Regions from separate parts of the Mus musculus genome. Here regions 2 and 3 are each linked to region 1. A link is a contact called in public Hi-C data. All regions are on one chromosome and are shown on one strand. The core of a region is the stretch at or near the end of the contact, and the rest is flanking DNA. Distances in the headings are between cores, read along the strand shown. Region 1 overlaps Gm29683 (predicted gene, 29683). Region 2 has its middle 20 kb from the start of Gm34549. Region 3 has its middle 92 kb from the start of Gm34549.

Region 1 (3,040 bases), core at 315-2,814:
TGAGGAGAAAGCACCCAAGATTACCAGGCCAGGGCAAGGACGTTGAAGAGATGGGGACTAGTGAGTGCAAAGCCGAGCGCCCTTTCCCCAGTTCCGGGGAGTGGGGCAGGACCAGACACCCACTCTCCGGATGAGATGTCGCTGTTGCTTTCCTAGCCTGGCCGCCAAATTTGGGATTTGCCAGATGGTGGGATTATCTTCGCGTCTGTTATAGTGTGTGTGTGTGTGTGTGTGTGTGTGTGTGTGTGTGTGTGTGAGAGAGAGAGAGAGAGAGAGAGAGAGAGAGAGAGAGAGAGAGAGAGAGAAGAGAAGAGGAGAGATCGCGGGTGGAGGGTAGAGAATAACGTCAAGACAGAAATCTAGAGACTGAGCTGGCTCCTTGAAAATGCTCACTCGGTTACCCTTTACCCGCTTTGGGCCCTGCCACCTCCTGGACCCTCACTCGAGCCTTTGGCATCTCGGATTGGCCTCCCCCTCGGGCACAAACAACACCAGCGCCATCCGGGCCCCTCGGCGTCGGCTCCCTGCCTAAGTCTCAGGACCTGAAGCTTAGTGCCCAGATGCAAAGAGCAAGGAGTTGGGGGTGGGGGTGGGGTAGGAACAAGCCTCGTGGAGGAAGAGTGGGTGGGTAGGAGAGTTGTTAAGGGAAAGGAGCAAAGAGGGCGGAGTGGGAGGGGTGGAACGGGAATACTGACACCTGGAAGGCATTGTCTTTGCTAGAGACACCTGTCAATCTCTGCTCAGGGGTCTTGAGGCCAGGGGCGGGGAGGCCGCCGTTCTCCTTGGTGATGTCATCTAGGAGTCTCGTCCCTAAGGAGGGTGGGAATGGCTCCGAGGGCGCAGAGCCCAGAGGGCTTAGAGAAGCGTGGGGGAGGAAAAGAGAAAATAAACAGAAGTAGCTCTCTCGGCTGGCAATTTACATGGAAATCAATAATCCAACTTTAATGTTATTTTTAATCTTCCCTGACCGTCTTGCCTTTTCACTAGGGGAGAGGGGATGAGGTTACAACAGCCCATCCCTCTACCCACACAATCGCTGGGGAAGTCTTGTTATCTCAAATCCCGGTGCAACCAACCCTTCCCCCAGATCCACACCCCGCCCCCCTTTTCTGCGGGTCGTTCCAAACGCTGCCTTCAGGCTTGAGAAGGAAACACTTTGGGACGAGTTTTGAAAGTCTTCCGATACTGCACCGGGTGAAGGGGGAGTTAATTAACGCCAGGCATGCTCAGCGAGTGGGAGAGGGGGCCTCGGCGTGGGTGGGCGGGCCAGGTCGACTGCAGAGGTGCGCGCAGTGCGGGAGGCGCGGGATCTGGAGGCCCGAACTTGCGGGCCTTTGCTGGCAGGAGGTGATCGGAGGTGGCTCGGGCAGGGAGCGCGGAGATGCCCCCAAGGAGTCCCCCCGTTAATCCTGGGGAATTCTGATCTCCCACCTACTGGGCCCCCACTCCCAACCCACCGTGTGCTACAGAACTCTCATTCTTTTCGGCCGGAGCTAATTAGCAGCCTGCCAGCGGCCTGATTTATGGAAACGCTCGGGCGGGCGGAGACGCACCGCTAGCGGAGCTCTGGCTGCCTCCGGGCGGAGCGAAGGAGGAGTCTCCACCGACCTCCTCCGACGAATTTCCCTCCTCCCTGCCAGGGGGAAAAAAAGAAGAAGAAGAAGTTGCTGTTTCATCGCTTCGACCTGGCTGGTCCAGGAGCCTACCCCCTCGCCCTAACCACCTTAACCTAGGACGCGGGGATGTTTAGGTTCCTGTGGGCAAGGCAGGGACTGTGGCCCAGTAGCAGCATCCCGCAAGTGTTGAGGCCACCAGGTTCCAGCTCCGGCTAGAATCGGAGCCTTCCAGCCCTGGGATCTCAGCTCAAGGTCCCCAGTGAAGGGACGTCGGATCTAAAGGCTCTTAGGGAGCCGCAGTAGGACCAAATCAGATCTCTAGGCAGGAAGGAGAGATGGGCGACTGCAAAGGGACAGACTCAGATGTCTTTGTCTGGATCCTAGAGGCCGCCGCCGGCCGTGTTCCTTTCCACTTTCTAGTTATTTTCTTTTTGGTGTTCTCCAGTGAGGTCCTCTCTTCGGTTCAAGCGAGTGTCCAGCGAAAGGCCATTCATTATTAGAAGCATTTAGCCAGGCGTTTATCCAAAGAAACAGTGCAAACCTGATGTTTGCCTTCCTGGGTTGTTGTGGGTGACCCAGGAGGAAGGGGGAAGTAGATCCCCCCCTTTACCCCGCGGACCCCAGTAGCGAGGGTGGAAGGAGGGGCCGGTGAAGGACAGAGGAATCTCAGCATGGACCTGTTGCTGGCGCTTAAGCAGCCCTTCTGCTCCTCAGAAAAGCACTGTTTGCCAGTGTTTCTCCAAGATGCACCAGAGGGACGCGACCGTGAGAGCATCTGTGCCTGCTAGAAGCATTTGGAAGGGACAAAACAGGCAGACCCAGAGGCCAGAGGCTTAGGCAGCCTCTCTGGCTCAGGGTTGAACTGGAAACTGGGCAGCGCAGGTGTGAAAAGTGGTAGGGGCAGAAGTCTCTGGCAAGATTGCCCGGTTCCTTAAGCTCGTTTCTCTCTCAAACCCTATCCCAGCACTCCAGGCCTTTCTGTGACTGAAAAGGAAGTGGTTGAGAACTGATTGTCTCTACAAGCTCAGTGTAAACTTTAAAATACCACCCCGTTCTGCCCTTTTCAGAAGTCGTTTTTTGATCTTCTGGCTGGTACAAGAGCAGCGCCAGCAACCTTCACCTCAAACCTGCAGACACCTGTCATTTCCTACCTATAGGGCTCGGATCCTCTCTCCTTGTGGAGACCAGTCTGTGTCATAGAGAGCATGAAGCTTCCTCTTGGGCCGAGAAAATTGAGAGAGAGAGAGAGAGAGAGAGAGAGAGAGAGAGAGAACGGGGGTGGGGGAGTATTTTCAAAAGGTAACATTCATGGAGTCTTCCAAACCCCTGACAGACTGTGAAACAGAGCCTGCTCTCCCTCTATAATGTGACATTCAGAACTTTGAGTGACTATAGCCTCCCCGAATTCCTAAGGCCTGTCATCT
Region 2 (3,040 bases), core at 259-2,758, 1.9 Mb before region 1:
AAATATAAAATTTACATTAAGCAAACAATAACAATGGAATGGGAGAAATATTTCTAGACGTGATGTCAATTACAGGACATGGGAATGTATTAAAACCAGCTAGCCAAACCCCCAAAACTTTCATTAAATGAATAAACAATCTAGCATTACAGTATGTTCAGGAGCTACACAATAACTGATATATTTGACAAACAAAAGAAGAGGGAAAGAATTTGAAAGGGAAAAGAAAAAAGAAAAGAAAAGAAAAGAAAAGAAAAAACCCAAAAACCCCAAACCCCACAAAAACCCAAGATTAGCAGAGAACACTTGCATGAAGCAATACATGGAGTTCTTTCTTGCCATCTCAAAACGTAAAAGTGACATTTTAGTGTACCGAGTCTTAAGCTGTGTATTGGCTAGTTTTATGTCAGAGAGGAGGGAGCCTCAATTGTGAAAGTGCCTCCATAGGATCCAGATGAGACAAGCCTCTGGTGCATTTTCTTAGTGTCCGATTGTGTCGACATTATGGGTGGTGCCATCCCAGATCTGGTGGTCCTGGTTCTATAATAAAACATGTGCCATGTAATCATCAAAACAAACAGAGACACATTTAGTTGAACTGTTAGACTAATTTCCAGTGACTTTTGAGTCAAGCCCAAAGAAGAGTTGAAGAATGTGTTGTATTTAGGGCTTCCAAAACAACTTACGTTGGTAGCAGTTCATTGGATCACGGAAAATGAAACAGACACAGACACAGACACAGACACAGACACAGACACACACAGACACACAGACACAGACACAGACACAGTCACAGACACAGACACAGACACAGACACACACACACACACACAAAGAGACACACACAGGGAGAGAGAGAGAGAGAGAGAGAGAGAGAGAGAGAGAGAGAGAGAGAATAGCTGAAGATACACAGATACACACTTTGGGCCAGGAGTTCAGTTGAATGGAGATGTCGTAAGTCTCTATGAGACTATGGATCTGACCCTTAGCACTGACACAGGGTAGCAACTTACAATTCGAAACCCAAACCAAATCCCCACCAACAAACAAATAAAGCAATCCACGCCTAGCTCTAACTGTGTGATCATGCCGTGGTTAGCTGCTCTCAGAAGTGCCTGCATGAACATCTGTTGGAACAGACCCAGGGCTGGAACTGAGAAAGAAAACAGGACAGGTTCCAGAACCTTAATCTTTACTGTGCTCTTTTTTTACTGTCTGGACAGAATGCTAGGTCAAATGTGTTTATTTTGACAATCGAAAGATAAAACAGAATCCAGGTTTTATGTAGCACTTAGGGATTGGCCTTAATTTGTTTGCTTAACTAACAAAACAAAACAAACACCCCCCCCCCAACAAAAAAACCAAAACCCAACCACCACAACAAAACATTCTCTGCTGCTATTCTTATCAAGGAAGATCTTGTATTTGCATGACCACAGAACTGGCCTGTTAGGAAGGGCCCATTAATTTGACGTTTTTTTTGGACGTTGTTTTAGTGGTTTGAGGCCACAGGGGGTTGTATTTTCATGGCCTCGTTTTGGAATAGGCAGTCACTGGAGAGATGTGATGTATTCTGTTCAGAATGTCTTGGTTTCACCAGCAGCTCTTCTGTTGTTCCAACTCTGTTGACACACTCACAACAGGCACACAGGGATCCTGGAGCTGCAGCATGGCAGCCTGGGAGATACCAGGGAAAGGCAATTGTCCATTGTCCCTCTTGCTATTTCCAGGTAAAGATATGGTGTTTGGAGTGGCCAATAGCTTGTGATGCAACTCTCCTCAAAATGCCTTCTGGAATAAAGCTAGCTTAGCATTCGGAAACAATGCAGATACTTTTCTGACCTCAGTGACAACTACCAAACTCTTAACAAACACTGGGTGTCTCCCGAGACTCCCAGGGACAACCTCCTTGTAATCAGAACCCTGTGTGATACAACTTGGGTGCTGGGAGACCAGATTCTAGTTCTGTGTAGCCATTCCAGACATGACTAGAAATGTCACCTACCGCAGGAGGCTGTGGAAACAGATACCGGTTCCCTCCTGGCTCCAAAGTTCTCTTCGCATGTTTCACTTACTGACTGGTTTAAACTATAGGTTGCAGAGAAGATTTCAAATGTCTTGAAATACTTTATTTTATTCTTTTTTTCCAAACAATTCTATATTTTATTTAATTGATTAATTTAGGACTTTGAGACAGAGTCTCAGTATGTAGCCAAGGCTGACCCACAACTGTCAGAGACCTGTCTGCCTCTGCCTCCTGAGAGGCGGGATTAAAGGTGTTCTATACCATCCCTGACTTTTACTTTTTACAGATCGTGGGGTTTCATCCAGGGGCCTTTGTGGTGGGTTGGAGTGTCTACACAGCAGAGACAGGTTATACAAAAGGACAGTGGCCAGCACATATATAAAAATAACACTGATCAAAACCTGTAGCACGGTGCCTAGCAAACCATGGCCATATCTAGAACTACCCAGTCTCAGAAGCCAGCTTGCCGAGAGCCAGACTTGCTCTCTCTAGTAACAATCCAGAAAGCCAGGTGACAACTTCTGTAGCAGTCAGTCCCCAAAGTACACATTGGTTAACAAGTGACACTCTTTGTAATTTTCGTTCCTGGTTAAGGACCAGTAAGGGAAAGTTAAATATTTCCCTAAGCAACTCCTTGGAGTGCCCTGCCCTCCTTGAGCAGTGTCCCACATTTCCAGGCCCGAGGGCTCTAATTAGGGCCCACCTCACAGCTTTTCTGTGTTACACTATGAAGTCTTCCGTCCTGCGGCTCTGCTGAAACACAGGTGACAGTTTCCTCACTGTCAGCAGGCTCTGAATTAGTAGCACAATTCCTACTTTCTCAGCCTAACTTTCCAGTTTCTGTTAAAAAAAAAAAAATCTGAGCTCATCCATGGCCCAGAAAATGCAAATGGAAAAGGTGCAAAGTAAACATTCCCTAAGCTTTAACTTGATTACCAAGTCAGCAAGGTAGGAAGACATTATGTATCACCCTGGTCTGTCCTCCGGTTGTGGCTCCTGGCTATCTGGGTAGTT
Region 3 (3,040 bases), core at 368-2,867, 1.8 Mb before region 1:
CTTAGACAGGTTGATACAAGCTCTTTAGGCGGTTTGGGTCCTAGAGCCAGTGAAACTTCACAGAGTCATCTACACGCACACACGTTCCCTCACCATCCATCGAGAGACCATCCATTGACTGACTGTTCACAAATCCTATTGATGTGTTTTCCTTCTTGCACTGGGATAAACCAATACTTCGTGACCTGCACATCAGAGAAGGCAACTGACTCACAGTCACCAGGGCAGGCCATACAAACCCTGGAGTCTGGGAGAGTCACTTTCCTCGTCAATGAGCCAAATGAAAGGCAGCATCCTTTCCTAGCTTAGAGCTTTCTCTTCCCCATTTATAAGTTCTTGGAGTTGCATCTGTGCATCCCCAATGTTTCTGGAGTGGATCTCCCTGCTGGTAAGGGTGGGATTTGAGTTTGTGTATAATTCCATTCAAACCATCTCCACTGGCTCCTTGTACTCTCCTAAACAAGACTCCCTATCTTCATCACGTCTGGCTGGTTTAGCTCAGCTTGCCACACTGCACAGGAGACGTTAGATTTCTGGCATACATCTCCAGACATTTTATGGACCAATAATTCCCAAGGTGTACATGAGCTCTCACAGCCCGGTAATTACCGTTGCCCTCTTCCCTGGACCTGTCTCCATAAAGAGCCGCCTCTCTGCGCATCTCTGGCATCTCCTCCTCTCTAAGGCTGGACTTGGAACTACCAAGCTCCTAATTATCCATCCTGCTCAGGGAATCTCTGTGTGGGGTTCTCAGGCCAGCCTTTGATGGAGGGTTTGGTGGTGGTGGTGGTGGTGGGGTGGTGGGGTGGGGAAGTCTAGTCATTGACCTTGATTAAAGAGCTTCGATGGATCAAGTAAAACGGGCATCTTATTTCGTTCACAGCAAACTAATCTCGTGGACCAAACTTAAAGGTGAATTGTGGGAAATAAGTAAATTTGACCAAAATTTACTGTAATTTCTGTCTCAAATCACTGTTGTTTGATCAAGTAAGGACTCATTCAATGATTCGATGGCGCTTTCTTCTTTTCTTTTGTACCTCAACCAAATCCGAGCAATTATTCTGGAGCTCAAAACCACATTAAATCCATTTACTGCCTCCCTCAGCTGGTCAACCCCCCCCCCCCCACGAGGACCCGCCCTCTCCACAAGCATAAGCATTGGTTTCCTGCCCTGCTCAGCTCACACCTTAGCCAGGAGAAAACGATCCTTGGTACTTAACCAGGAAAGGGGAAGTGCTGTTAGACACTAGCCCACTATGTGCTTTGCAAACTACCACAAAACGTGTGATTCTTTTCTTTAATTAAACTCACACCTCCCTTGGGGGGAAAAAGGAAAGACAGGGAAGAGGCCATGCTTCGAGTGATAATTGTCTTTTCTTTGATTTTCAAAAGTGAGAGAAATAATAGGAAGTCAGAGACTCACCTAGTCGATAAACTAGCCTATTGTTAATTACCCTCGGAACACATACATGTATTGATCTGAAAATCTTCTAGGTGGAGTGATTGACAGCAGCGAATCCCCATACTTCAGTCCCAAGGGACAAGGGACTTGGTTTGCGGGTAGCCTGGAGCTAACAAGTCGGGCTCCTGAAGAAGTAGCAGGCTCCTACCAGTAGGTGGCAGCAGAGTTCCACGGATGGAAACAACTGCTCAGCCCAGTCCTGAATTTGTCCCCAAACCTAGGAAAGATCGCAGAGTTCCTGACTTTAAAATCCACTTCCCAAGGCGCACAAGAGGTCTTCGAAAAAACCCAGAGGATTGTTTTCTGCCGTACTGTACATTCCATTCCATTTTGCTCTTTTTTTTTTCTCATTTGGCTAGGAACTGGTAACGCCACTTTCAGGTTTATTCTTCACACGCCCCTCCATTCCTCGTCTTGCTTTCTTTTTGTTTCATTTACAGTTTCTCTTGTAGCTGTCATATCTACATTAGAGGGTAAAGTATAGCTAAGTGGGTTTTTTATTTTTATTTTTAAAAAATTTGCAACTGTTCTTTTGTGGGCTGTGATTATGACAGGAAAGAAAGTCTCAGACATGGTCTGAACAATTTGTCTGCTTAATTTGGAAGTCATTCAGGTATTGTATTGTATTGGTTTGGTTTGGTTTGATCATTAAAAACGCATCCTCATATAGATACTGCACAATAGACATAATACAGAGTATGAATATAAGAATATGTAGAATGATAGATATAGAGAATGATAGAATATATAAGTGGTATAGAATGAAGTCAGGTGTGAGGCTTGCTGGTGCTTCTCAGCTCATGGAAGATTTATCAATATCAAACTGTTGAGAGACATCATTCATTCATTCATTCATTCATGAATTTATTAATTTCCCCTTCATTTTATTATCTCCATTTTCCCTCGCCTTGCCTCCCCCCACCTTTAACTTTACAAAAACAGGGTTTACCTTTCACTAGACCGTTCTGTTTAGCAGCAGGCTCTACTCTAAAATATGCATTTTTGTGGGCTTTCTATTTTTCAAAAATGTATTAGGTTGTTCTGTCCTTTCTTCTCCTATGAACTACTGTGCTTTAGAGATTATGTTGCTGTGTATATACCTTCAACCCTCCTGCTTCTGACTCCTGCGGAGAGGTCTACCTGGACTAGAATGCTATTCACTGCCCCCTAGGGGTGGATCCCTGAACTGCCCAGGACTCTTCAGATATCCTTTTGTGATGACCATCTTAGGTTTGTCTCTTTATAAACTGGTGTGGGAATCTCTGGGAACGTACATATTTTTAATCTGACAGCTTTACCAAATGGGTCCGCTCTTTTTGTTCCCACCACCACCACATCTCCATGGCACGGAGTCAGTACTGTCTGGAGAACAGCCGCATTCCCCGTTTATTGAGATCGTTCTTCCATCATTTCATTCCGTTCATTAGACTCCAACAACACCCATTATACTTTATACGGTGAAACGTTTCCTCTTCCATGATTTCTAAATGTTTTATATAGTCTTAAAGCTATTGTGATTTTTTTCTTAAGTTATCTTTCCTTGCTGTTTGTTGCTTGTGTGGAAACCATTATTATTTC

The links. A called contact is a pair of places that touch in the nucleus more often than the background predicts.
Region 2: a Hi-C map of uterus shows a contact between it and region 1, with 4 times the contacts expected there. The contact joins two enhancer-like sites. A contact is called at or near these places in 4 of 484 Hi-C or Micro-C datasets (cortical neurons, cranial neural crest and uterus) and 3 of 115 datasets of contacts at active chromatin or transcription factors (astrocytes, forebrain and stem cell-derived neural progenitor cells).
Region 3: a contact with region 1 is called in a Hi-C map of uterus, with 8 times the contacts expected there. The contact joins two enhancer-like sites. A contact is called at or near these places in 1 of 15 datasets of contacts at CTCF or cohesin (stem cell-derived epiblast-like cells), 28 of 484 Hi-C or Micro-C datasets (adipose-derived mesenchymal stem cells, cardiomyocytes, cerebellar granule neurons and 16 more), 11 of 115 datasets of contacts at active chromatin or transcription factors (astrocytes, craniofacial prominence, embryonic basal ganglia and 6 more) and 1 of 9 other capture datasets (embryonic stem cells).

The regions. Positions count from the first base shown.
Region 1 is chr7:70,330,332-70,333,371 of GRCm38.p6, forward strand. The region is part of intron 1 of Gm29683 (predicted gene, 29683); the gene reads right to left. Among named protein-coding and RNA genes, the nearest start is that of Gm29683, 6.0 kb to the right of the region's middle. Within about 2 kb of position 1,565, at least 109 of the 459 cell types and tissues checked have an H3K27ac peak or open chromatin away from gene starts, as enhancers often do. A contact at or near this core is called in uterus, where this site is marked.
Region 2 is chr7:68,466,098-68,469,137 of GRCm38.p6, forward strand. No RefSeq gene overlaps it. Among named protein-coding and RNA genes, the nearest start is that of Gm34549, 20 kb to the right of the region's middle. Within about 2 kb of position 1,509, at least 9 of the 459 cell types and tissues checked have an H3K27ac peak or open chromatin away from gene starts, as enhancers often do. A contact at or near this core is called in uterus, where this site is marked.
Region 3 is chr7:68,578,219-68,581,258 of GRCm38.p6, forward strand. No RefSeq gene overlaps it. Among named protein-coding and RNA genes, the nearest start is that of Gm34549, 92 kb to the left of the region's middle. Within about 2 kb of position 1,618, at least 5 of the 459 cell types and tissues checked have an H3K27ac peak or open chromatin away from gene starts, as enhancers often do. A contact at or near this core is called in uterus, where this site is marked.